Linked DNA regions of Mus musculus: region 1 is linked to region 2. A link is a contact called in public HiChIP or PLAC-seq data. All regions are on one chromosome and are shown on one strand. Each heading gives the region's core, a stretch centred on a gene start, on an enhancer-like site or on the middle of the called end of the contact. The rest is flanking DNA. Distances are from core to core; before and after follow the strand shown.

What was found. HiChIP or PLAC-seq counts read pairs in DNA pulled down with a chosen protein or histone mark.
Region 1: an H3K27ac HiChIP or PLAC-seq map of extraembryonic endoderm stem cells shows a contact between it and region 2. The contact joins the promoter of Dmap1 here to the enhancer-like site in region 2. A contact is called at or near these places in 7 of 39 promoter capture datasets (the HPC-7 cell line, cranial neural crest, fetal liver and 4 more), 4 of 484 Hi-C or Micro-C datasets (the G1E-ER4 cell line, granulosa cells, haploid embryonic stem cells and 1 more), 3 of 115 datasets of contacts at active chromatin or transcription factors (embryonic stem cells and extraembryonic endoderm stem cells) and 3 of 9 other capture datasets (adipose tissue, embryonic stem cells and pancreatic islet).

Annotation. Positions count from the first base shown.
Region 1 is chr4:117,680,372-117,686,136 of GRCm38.p6, reverse strand. It overlaps Dmap1 (DNA methyltransferase 1-associated protein 1), which reads left to right and starts at 3,912. Exons shown (of 11, transcript NM_023178.2): 1 at 3,912-3,923; 2 at 4,155-4,304; 3 at 4,772-4,863; 4 at 5,099-5,294. The coding sequence starts at 4,200.
Region 2 is chr4:117,575,454-117,581,039 of GRCm38.p6, reverse strand. The region is part of intron 3 of Eri3 (exoribonuclease 3); the gene reads right to left. Among named protein-coding and RNA genes, the nearest start is that of Eri3, 28 kb to the right of the region's middle. Within about 2 kb of position 3,164, at least 11 of the 459 cell types and tissues checked have an H3K27ac peak or open chromatin away from gene starts, as enhancers often do. A contact at or near this core is called in extraembryonic endoderm stem cells, where this site is marked.

The sequences.
Region 1 (5,765 bases), core at 2,663-5,162, 100 kb before region 2:
TACACAGAGAAACCCTATCTAAGCAAAACAAAGCAAAACAAAACAAAAAACCAAACCAAACCAAACCAAACAACGAAACAAATAAAGAAGCTTTCCTTTAGTGTGAGGACAGGTGCAGAGTGAGCAGGGTCTAGATAGTCCTTGGTGATGGTTTTAACAAGGAAGAAAAATAGAAATAGAACGAGGGTGGGGCGTGTAGCTGGGTTGGTAGAGTGCTCGCCTAGAGTGCATGATACCCCGAGTACATGTGATGCCCCGGGTCCTAACATGAGCTCTGCATAACACTGTATGACCAGTGCACTTCTAGGTCATCCCTCCAACACAGAGAGCAGGAGACCAGCTTAGGCTACACAGGACCCTTGTGATCCAGCTTGGTCTTTGGTAAGATTTTAATTTCCATCCTGGTTTGTGGTATGAAATGGACCAGTCAATGAAACTGAGCGGTCCTGTTTGGGAGGGAGATGGATTCTAGTTCTGGCAGGTCCCAGAATAGAGCCTTCCAGAAGATGTTCCACTGTCAAATTCTCCACCAATTTTTACATAAATAATTTTTATGGATAGTAACGGTCCCTGCCTTGTTTAAAGGTATTTAATAACTGTGGTTTTAATGTTTAGCCTTTTAACATGACGCGTCCTTTTAATTTCTGAAAGAAAAAAAAAAAACTCTCCCTAGCCCATTTTATTCAGGGTTCTTTTTCCTACCAGAAATGGGTTTTTGTGTTTTCTCTGCTGCTACATAATACAATTATGTACCTTTCAATTTTATTTCATCAGTGTGATTAATTAGATTGATGGGTTTCCTAATACTGAGCTATCCTTAAGGATCTGACATAAATTCTCTTTTTAGGTTTGTTCTTAGGCACTTAATAGTTTTTGTTGCTATTGTGAATAGAATCTTATTTCCCATTACATTTTCTAATTGGCTATTGCTGGTATATAGAAAAGCTATTGATTTTTGCACATTGATCTTGTATGTAGTCACCTTGTTGAATTCTCTTATTAGTGGTAATAGTTTGTCGATTGATTTTTCTTAGGCTTTTCTATACCGGGAAAAGCATCAGCTGCGAGACCGCAGCTTCCCACTTCTGTGATGCGCGTGCCTCTTTGCGCCGCTTACCGGTGCCCTTCTCTGATGGAATTATCAGGACACCTGGCGCCATTTTGAACCTGAGGGTGGTTGACTCCAGTTCTGCTTGTGTTCTAACTCCAGCTGGAGTGCTCATGCTGTTCTCACCAGCACTTGCTGGCTTCTCGCTACCTTACTTCTCATGACAGCTGTTCCTTCCTTTTCTAGTTTGTTGGGCGATTTCTATTATGTCATCGCTTGGAGTTGAATTTATCAAGACAGTCATATTTGATGTTGAATTTATGTCATAAATTAAGTTGATACCTGTCTTTCATGTGTGTTGAATCCAAGGCAATGCACATCCTAGGAAGATATACTCATGGGGCTGATACATATCTTTTAATTTAAAATTATTTATTTGATGTGTGTGTGGGTGTGCGAGCATGTACCTGTGCACGTGTGCATGCATTTGTTATGTGGGTACTGCAATCCTAAATAAGTTCTAAATTTTATGACAGGGTCTCACTAAGTTGCCTAGGCTGATCTTGAGCTTGGCACCACAGATAGGCCTGGAATTTGCCATCCTCCTGTCTCAGGCTCCTTAGTACCTCTGATTACATGCCTGTGTCATGTGTGTGTGTGTGTGTGTGTGTGTGTGTGTATGTTACTACAATGCTCAAGTTTGCCTAGAGCTCAGACTCCTAAGTGCTAGGACTAAACCTGTGAGCCACTGCATCAGGCTTTGCCTTGAAGTCACAGAGATCCATCTGTCTCTGTATAGGGAGTGCTGGGATTAAAGGTGTGTGTGCCACCGTGCCCAGCCCAAGTTGCAGATAATTGAAAGCCACCATATGGGTGCTGGGAACAGAACCCAGGTCCTCCAGAAAAGCAGCAAATGCTCTTAATCACCAAGTCTTCTCTCAAGCCCTTGTTTATTATTTATATCTTTTGATGAACATAAGCAATTATCTTCATCAGACTATATTTACTAGTATACAGAATACACCCAGGAGTAGAGTTTCTGTGACAGGAAGTCTCTGTATGTTTAATTTTAGTAGACAGAATCAAACAGTGTTTCTAGGTGGTTATAATTATTTAACTACCACCAGCAATGTGTTAGATTTCTGTTACTCCACATCCTCACCAACACTTAATATTGTCTGTCATTTTTCTTTTTCTTTTCAACTTTCTTTCTTCCTTCCTTCCTCCCTTCCTCCCTTCCTTTCTCTTTCTTCCTTTATTTTATGTGAGTACACTGTTGCCCTCTTCAGACACACCAGAAGAAGGCATCAGATCCCATTACAGATGGTTGTGAGTCACCATGTGGGTGCTGCGAATTGAACTTAGAACCTCTGGAAGAGCAGTAGTGCCCTTAACCACTGAACCATTTCTCCAGCCCCTTGTCATTTTTTCTTTTAGGCCGTACTTGGAGGGGGGCAGGAGATAGCGACTACTAATATGGGAGTCAAGAGTAAATAGACTGATAGCTGTTAAAGCAGTTGAAATGACATACTCCCTTGTGAAAACAAGATAAGGGCTTCTAGTCATTCCTACATATTGACAACCTAAGTACATAGACATGTGGCGTGGTATGTGTGTGTATTACTATTGCTTCCATGAAACACCATGACCAAAAGCAAGTTGGGGAGGAAAGGGTTTATTTGGCTTATACTGCCACATTGCTATTTATCACCAAAGGAATTCAGGACAGGAATTCAAACAGGGTACGATCCTGGAGGCAGGAGCTGATGCAGAAGCTATGGAGAGGTATTGTTTACAGGCTTGCTTCTCCTGGCTTGCTCAGCCTTTTATAGAACCCAGGACTACTAGCTAAGGAATAACACCGCCCACAATGGGCTGGGCCATCCCCACTGACCACTCAATAAGAAGATGCCTTACAGCTGGATCTTAAAGGCAGTTTCTCAGTTAAGGTTTTCATCTATCAGATAACTCTAGTTTGTGTGTTGACAGTACAGTGTGTGTGTGTGTGTGTGTGTGTGTGTTGTACATTACACTGCCCCCCCCCCCAAAAAAAAAAGAGTCAAGATTCACAACTCATTTTAGGGGAATTGTAAATTAAATAAAGAAGTTAAGAGCCTGACCTGGTGGCACATTCCTGTAATCCCAGCACTTGAGAGGCAGGGGGATCGCTGTGAGTTAAGAGGCCACCCTGGGTGGTGGGGAAAGAAAAGGGATAGGAAGGAGGAGGCAGAGAGGGAGGGAGGGAGGGAGGGAGGAAGGGAGAGAGAGAGAGAGAGAGAGAGAGAGAGAGAGAGAGAGAGAGAGAGAGAGAGAGAGAGAGCTTCTATTTTACTCTCTTGGCAGCTGGAGAAGCTAGTTTAGCTCTGCTTTGAAAGTTTAGCACAATGGCAATGCCTGGTAATATAGAGAGGCACTGAATGAGCAGAGGCAATTACTATCATTAATCCAGTTAATTAAGAAAAAAAATAATGTTCCAGGCACTGTGCCATTGTTTTACATGGGTTATTGGTATTTCACTTAAGCAGGAGCTGTTACAATTTTCATTTTGTAAACAAATTAAGTGTTTTGAAATAGGTTTTGAGAAAATAAGTGACTTTTCAATGTCACAGAGTTCTCTTCAGGTTTTCTTTTCATTGCCCGGGACACAATGTAGAGAAATAGAAGGTAAATGTCAAAAGCAAGCCCCGCATCGCCTCGCGCGGATTCCTGGGAGCACAGCAGGAATTCCAGGCGAGCGACTCAGCCTGCCCGGTAGCTTGCACACTGGGTTGCTAGCCGGCTCCTGTTTGTCTAAGCACCGACCGGAAGTGTTTCTAAGGGTTGCGTTTCTACGACGCACAGCCGGAAGTTCCTATCCGTGGGTCTTCAGAGAGAGGTAATTTGAGGAGTGGGCTACAGCTGGGGGGACTCAGGTGTGGCTCCCCGGGGATGGCGAGGCAGGGAGGACAGTGTGACCGTAAGGGACACCTGCGCGGGGAGGCGGAGAACGAGGCAGCACCCAAACCTGGTGTGGACCATTCTGGCGCTGGCCTCTTCACCCTGCCCCCACTTGGAGCGGGAGTTGCAGGGACACCGCCCCCTTAACGGTAGCACAGTCTTTCTGCAGGTACCGACCCTTGACGTCGGGGTACTACCTCATCCCTCGGGCGTGATGGCTACGGGCGCAGATGTACGAGACATTCTAGAACTCGGGGGTCCAGAGGGAGATGCCGCCTCTGGGACCATCAGCAAAAAGGATATTATCAACCCGGACAAGGTAGCAGGGGCATTTGAGCGGGCTGAAGTGTGGGTGAAGGTGTTGGCGAAGGGATGGGAAGGGGTGTTACCAGAAGAGAGATGGTGGAAGTGATAATAAAAGGAGAGCTACAATGGAACAAGAGCATGCCACCCTTAATGTAACGAAGAGGGGACACTGGGAGGTGGGGACCAAGAGAGCGGGGAAACCGCCAACGGACGAGAGGACCGAGGGAACCTGACACTTGTAAGTTGTTGGGAAGAGAGAGCAAGACATTGTGACAGTCTTGAGGTGAGGGAAGGACTTTCTTCCCTGATAACTCAGACGCGAGCGGGGAGAGGAAACCTGTGCAGACGGTGTAGAGACGCTCCCATGAGTGGGTTCCCGGGACTTTAGTTCAGCATTTGTTTGTTCAGGTTGGGCTGGGTAAAAACTTCAAGGAAGGGTGGGTCTGGGCCATCATTTTTTCCCTGTGGTTTTCTTCCCAGAAAAAGTCCAAGAAGTCCTCAGAGACGCTGACCTTCAAGAGGCCTGAGGGCATGCATCGGGAGGTCTATGCTTTGCTTTACTCTGACAAAAAGCAAGTATTGGAATCCCAAGTCCTCCGTGTTTCCCCTAGCTCACCAGGCATAGCCCTATGTCCCTATTTTCTCTTCTACTTTCCCCCACGCCAGTATCCCCAACTAGGGCTCCTCCTGCAGGACAGCTCAGTGTCTTGCTCCAGGACATGACTTCCTTATTCTGGGGTAGACTGAGCTTCATGGCTTTAGAGGTTCTTCACACACCTGCTTCTAACCTTTCACCTCCACTGCCAGGGATGCACCCCCACTGCTGCCCAGTGACACTGGTCAGGGGTATCGGACAGTGAAGGCGAAACTGGGGTCCAAGAAGGTTCGCCCTTGGAAATGGATGCCTTTTACTAACCCAGCTCGAAAGGACGGCGCTATGTTTTTCCACTGGCGACGAGCGGCGGAGGAGGGCAAGGACTACCCTTTTGCCAGGTTCAATAAGGTGAGCTGCTAACAGAGCAAAGCTGAGCCACTTGCTGAGTTCTCCAGTCTCCCAGGGCTGGCTCCAGATGTGCTCAGTCCCAGCCTCAGTTACCCACTCGGTTCTAGGTCAAGTGCTGCTTGTGGGTTTCTTCTGCCTGTTGCATTCCGCCCTTTTCTGGATCTCCTGTGGGTTTTAGTGGCTTCCCTTGGCCCTTCAAGTACTGCTGCTCCTCACAACTGCATCCTAGGTGCAGCTTCCTGCTTCTCCATGCTTCTTCATTGTTCTTCTTTAGCTCTGTTACTTCAGCAGCTAATGGCCTCACCCCAGAAGATCTCATTTACTAATACTCCTTTCTGAATGTCCCATTTGGTTTGTGTCACCATTTGTATGGCACATGCCAGCAGACCAGAGGACACTTGAGAGCTGGGCCCCAGAGATCAAACTTAGGTTTGAGCCACCTTGTCAAAACTAAGAGTGGTCAGGGAGGGC
Region 2 (5,586 bases), core at 1,915-4,414:
CCTTTAATACAGCTAAAGGTTGTGGTGACCCTCCCAACCAGAAAATTATTTTTGTTGCTACTTAGTAATTGTAATTTTGCTACTGTATGGATCATAATGTAAATATCTGATAAGCAAGGTACTGATACGTGACCCCTGTGAAAGCGTCATTCGACCAGACTCATTAGCTGACCGGAGCCTACCTGGTCCCCCTGAGCTGATCCCCAGAGATGAAGAAGCTGAAGAGAACTTATTACCAGACACAGGAAGGGCAAAACGGCTGCAAGGTTAAGGGCAGGAAGGCTCAGACTGCTCCCTAGGCTCCTGATAGACACCTCTTCTCCCAGTGGAGTGAAGGCCTCGTCCTCCAACTGGTAAGCCTTTGTTCCCATAAAGCACTATAAAGGAGCCCAAGCAGAGGGGAGTTTTGCTTTGGACAACTAAGTTGAGCATTCATTCACACACACATATACCATACACACTGTTCCTAAAAACTCACATATCCACAATTCCCAAGAGCTGTGGTGCATGAGTTAGACCCCACCCCCACCATAACCCCAGTTTGTAGTAAATCCTCCCTCTCCTACTAAATAGGAGAAACACGCCCCGCCCTGCCCCACCCCACCCCACCCCACCCCACCACACCCCCACCATAGAAAGCGCTGTACAGCCTGGTGAGTTTGGCTGCCCTGGTGTCCAAGGAAACAAATACAGCAGCTCCTCACTAACAACGTTAGCTGGGCCCGAAATGAGATTTAACCTGTGACACAACTGTACTTTTCATTTAAACTTTCATTTGGAAAGAAACAGTGTTTGGAGACCTGCAGTTTGTCCTGCTAATAAAGACAAGTGTTGGGACCTTTAAGGATGCCATTCATCTTTGGCTTTTATTAAATTCAATTTTCTTAAGCCTGTGATACATTATGAAATTAGGAGTTGACATTCCTCTGGAAACAAAAATATCTATCAAACATAAATAGGGGAAAACCTCTATTACCAAGAATGTATGGCTTAAAGTTGATCTCTTTCTACTTTTTTACAAGCACACGGTTTGTTTTAGATATGTGAGATGCTATTACAAATCTGGAATTTCATTAGTATTATAAAACAGAACGTGCTTCAGCTCCTGCTCTGACCAGAGCTGTACCAGCTTCCTCAGCAGGCTCTGAAAACCCAGCCTTGAGTCTCCCACTGAAGCTCACTCTGCATTCAGACTCTCCTGCTAGTGCTTCCTTCACTCTAGGGACACAGAGCTAAGGACCAAATTCACCTCACTGAGACTTGTCTCAGCTCCCATGGGAGCAAAAAAGAAAAAGAAAGAAAGAAACCTCCAAGATGCCTAAACCCAAGGCTCAGAGCACGTGAGATCGGCCTGTCAGCCAGGCCTAGTCCTCAAAACTCAAGAGGGACTCACAGGAGTCACATATACACAACATGGCCATATCCTGGAGTCTTTCCTCAGAAGCATCAGGAACTGTAACAACCTGACTGCACAGGACCTAGTTCTCTGAACCGCTGAAATGCAAAGAGGAGCTTATGGCAGAAGACTCTAGAAAGATTCCTAAAAACAAAACAAACAATTGTTTTAAATGGAGCTGGGGAGATGGCTCTCGAAGAAACCCTGAGTTCAGTTCTCATTACTCACACCCATCAGGTGGCTCACAGCCGCTGTCACTAAGTTCTGGGGGATTTGCAGCCTCTGGCCTATAAGTGCACTTGTACTTATATGTACGTACACACTCACACATAAATTACAAATACAAATGTAAAAAGGAAGGCCCTCTGAGGGGTCAGAGCAGAAAGACCTTACAGATAACTTCTTTCCATCCCACACTGTCCAGCAAGCCACACAGCACAGTCATGGAGAAGAACCCAACGCTGCACCCAGCTGCCATACCTATGCATCAGGTGTGCCTGAGCCAAGCCAAACATTTCCTAGACTGTAGACTGTTTTGACTGATAATGGTAAAAGACAACACTCCCACTCCCCACCCCCCACCCCCCACCCCGCCCTGCACAATGCCTCAGGTAGATGGTATCAATTCCGACCCAAAGATCTGTGAAGATGTGTCCAAGTGCTAGCTTTTAGCTCTGGTTGCTCTCAGATAATGACAGCATTATCCCTGCTCCTCTCCTTTTTCACTTGCCCAATTTTCTTATATCCCCCAGAAAGAAGAGGGCTGTTTGGTTGGTTGTCCTCTCAGGAACAGCTGAGTGCTTCTGCTCCAGAGGAAGGAGACCCAGTCTGTATTTATAAGGCCTCTTTCTGGCTTCTAAGAATAGTTCCATAATTCCTTTATCTCCCTATGCCATTCACATTCATAGGGGGCTACTATGTTAGACAGAGTGGAGCTTAAGAGATGAGTAACTTGTGCCTTGGAGAAGTGCTTGAATTAGTAAGTAGACATGACAACTGAGCAAACAATGGACAGTGGAGGGACATACCAAGTGTTAGGCTTTTGTTCTTTGCCATTCATTTTCTTATCTTAAGCTCACTAACCCTGGGAGATGGGTCAAGTCATCAGCACCAGCATCAGATCATAAACCAATACTGATAAGCACCTACTATGTAGAAGACATCCCAAGCACCCAGGCACAGGAGTGAGGCCTGGCACTTCTCTCAGCATGCTCAAGACTCTGGGGAAAGAACAAAAGGAGAAGGTCCCCAGCACTCTCTGCTATGTGGAGAATGCAGTCATCCTGTTCCCTCTGCTTCTTGTTTCTTCTGTAGAGGGTAGACACTCTGCTAAGGGCTAACAGAAATTATCTTAATCCTCTAAACAACTTATTAGGTGGAAATCATTACTGTTAATATTTTACAATAAACAAAGGCTCAAAGATGTGATGGCCCCTTATCAACTATGCTGCTGGTAAAGGACAGAGCTGGGACTCCAAAAAAGGAGGGGGAAAAAGAGACAAGTAGGGCTGACTGTTCTATAGGGAACGCAGCACACTCCTCAATGCCCCAATGGTAGTGTGTGTGGATGGCCTAGACAGAAGTCCTAGAGGAATGTTCTTGAAGAGTCTTCTGAGTTCTGTAGCCAGATCGGTGCCACGAGGCTGAGTTCAGGAAGGGAGAAACCTGAGCCTTCAGTCTGCATCTCCAGCATCTGCCTCTTGGTCCTCCCTTTCTCAACTTCTGTTGTGTGCAAACAGGGAGGAACTGACAAATAGGAGACAGAGCTAGTATCTGTCACCAGGAAGCACTCTGCTTTCTGGGATTTTCCACAGGATCTGGGAGGTGATCTGCCTAAGATGACAAGGTAAATGGTGGCACCAGGCCAGATTCAGAGCACTCCAAGCAATGACTACTAGAGTCATCCATTCTTGTACCTCTGAACAGTTTCCTTCCTCAACTGCTACCAACCACTCAATCCCAGGTTTAGCCAAACTGTCTAGTTTGCCTGGAATCAGAGGTCTCTAGAACACACCACTGCCGGTGCCAAAATTGGAACAGGTACAGGTTACCTTACACCATTCAGCTGTCCGAGGGCAGAGTGAAATAATATAGCTGGTCTGGGGGCGGTGGGGAGGTTGGGAACTGGCCATAACTGACAACTAAGGACAAAAACCTCCAAATGTAGAATTTTCAAAGTATCCAGGTTCTTACCCTGCTATTCTCTCTCTCTCTCTCTCTCTCTCTCTCTCTCTCTCTCTCTCTCTCTCTCTCTCTCTCTCTCTCTCTCTCTCTGTAAAATACCAGCTGCAATTTTTCTCCCAGAAGGGAGAGAAAACAAAGGAAGCACCAAGCAAATATTCATTTGCTTTTTCCTACATAAGCGAGCTAGAACACAGGTTTTAAGATCATTTGATTTAAAACTGATCGACTAGGAGTCTCAGTGGGTCCCTTAATAAACATGACAAGACTGCAATGGTACTTCAAGTGGAAGTTCACCCCCAACTGTTGAAGATCACAGGAAATAAGCCTGTAGGGCTTGTTGTTAGGGTATGGAAACTTCCTTCAACTAAATTATCTGTAGACACTGGGTTATGCTCGAAGACAGTAAGACAACAACAGAAGTCAGTAGCAGAAAGGGCTCAGCAGGCCACTGGGACTGGCAGCAAGGGGGACTACTGACAGTAGTGGTCTATCCCATTTTCCCAAAGCACACGTTCTTCTCACCCTGCGCTAATGTTTCTGTGATCCCATCTGAAATGGGAGACTGAGAAGGTCACTTTCAGATCTGCCTAAGTGAATCTAAGAAAAGCAAACAGATATTTCCTCAACTTAGAGATAATAACAAGTAATCTAGCCCTTCCTTCTATCCCCTGTACGAAAGGATTTGGTCGAAATCCAGAGGCAACCTAACCACAAACAGCAAACATGTAGGGCTTATCCAATGCCTATTAGATCTGGATATAATCTGATACAGCAGTAACCCTTTCTGGGGTGAGTGGGGCGCCTCCTGCTCATCGGGAGGAGTGAGGATGCACCGGGCAGGATTTGCCTAGCAGTGTCTTTGGGGGGGGGGGCATTTTATGCACAAGGAGCTTATTTCTTAAACAAACACTCGTGGTTTTGATTTACACCACAGCCTGCTCCTAAATAATTTATGGCGGGTTAAATTTATTGCCGAGCCCTGGCTGGCTGCAAATTCGAATTGCCAAATAATTAGATTTTAGGGCAAAGCTTATAAATTACCCGTCGATTTGTCCGGACTTGTTTGTCAGTTGCTTTGTGCTTCGGGTCATCTTTGGCATTTGGCTGTTTGGGTTTTAATTGCTGATTTACACTTTGACAGATGAGAGCTGATGCTCGAAGTTTCAGGACAAGCAACGGGGGGAAAACCCAGAGCTTTAAAAGGCTGATTTTTCACCTATAAGTTCCCCTCCACCCACCTCCACAGACCCCCACAAAGGCATTAAAATGTAAAAAAAAGGCAGAAAGTAGACAGTGTTATTCTTTAAGGTCTGGGAGTATAGTCTGAGTTATAATTTACCTTTACTAAAATCTGAAATTAAAAAAAAAAAAGAACCTATGTATCAGTTAAGTGAAGGAATCAAAAGCGTTAAAACCGTATCCTCACCCTGGCATACATGTAACATTGTCTCTCTACATGTGCACATGATTCAATTTGAATATTTTTCCATGTTCTGAGTAACTTCAACTATCAGGGATCTGTGAAGCTAACCTTTAGGACAGCAAACAATTCAATCATTTCTTTGTGGTTATCTAATACATACATAAATCTGTATTGTAATCATATAATTAATAAAAACAAATCTCTGGTTATGCAAGGGAAGAGTTCCTTGAGTTAGTTTTAAGTTTGTCATGGTAGTAAAACAGGGTAGAAATCTTGACTTAGCATTCCAGTACAGCAAGGGCATGGGTGGGGTTAACAAATCTCTCTAGGTAGCACCATGTATCTGTCTCAAGAGTCTGCACAAAACCAGAGAAGTAAGGCTGGCCTCCCAGTCAGCTGCTATACTCCAACACCTTCCTATACAACCATGGGTCAGAGGTACTAATTCTACTAAGTGCTGTCATGTACAGCTACATGCTAGGCACTGTCTGAAGCACGGACATGTATTTTTAGTTCACTGTATCCTCCTATAAAGTCAGAACTATTACTAATGGCACTTTGCCAATAAGGCAACTGAAGTACA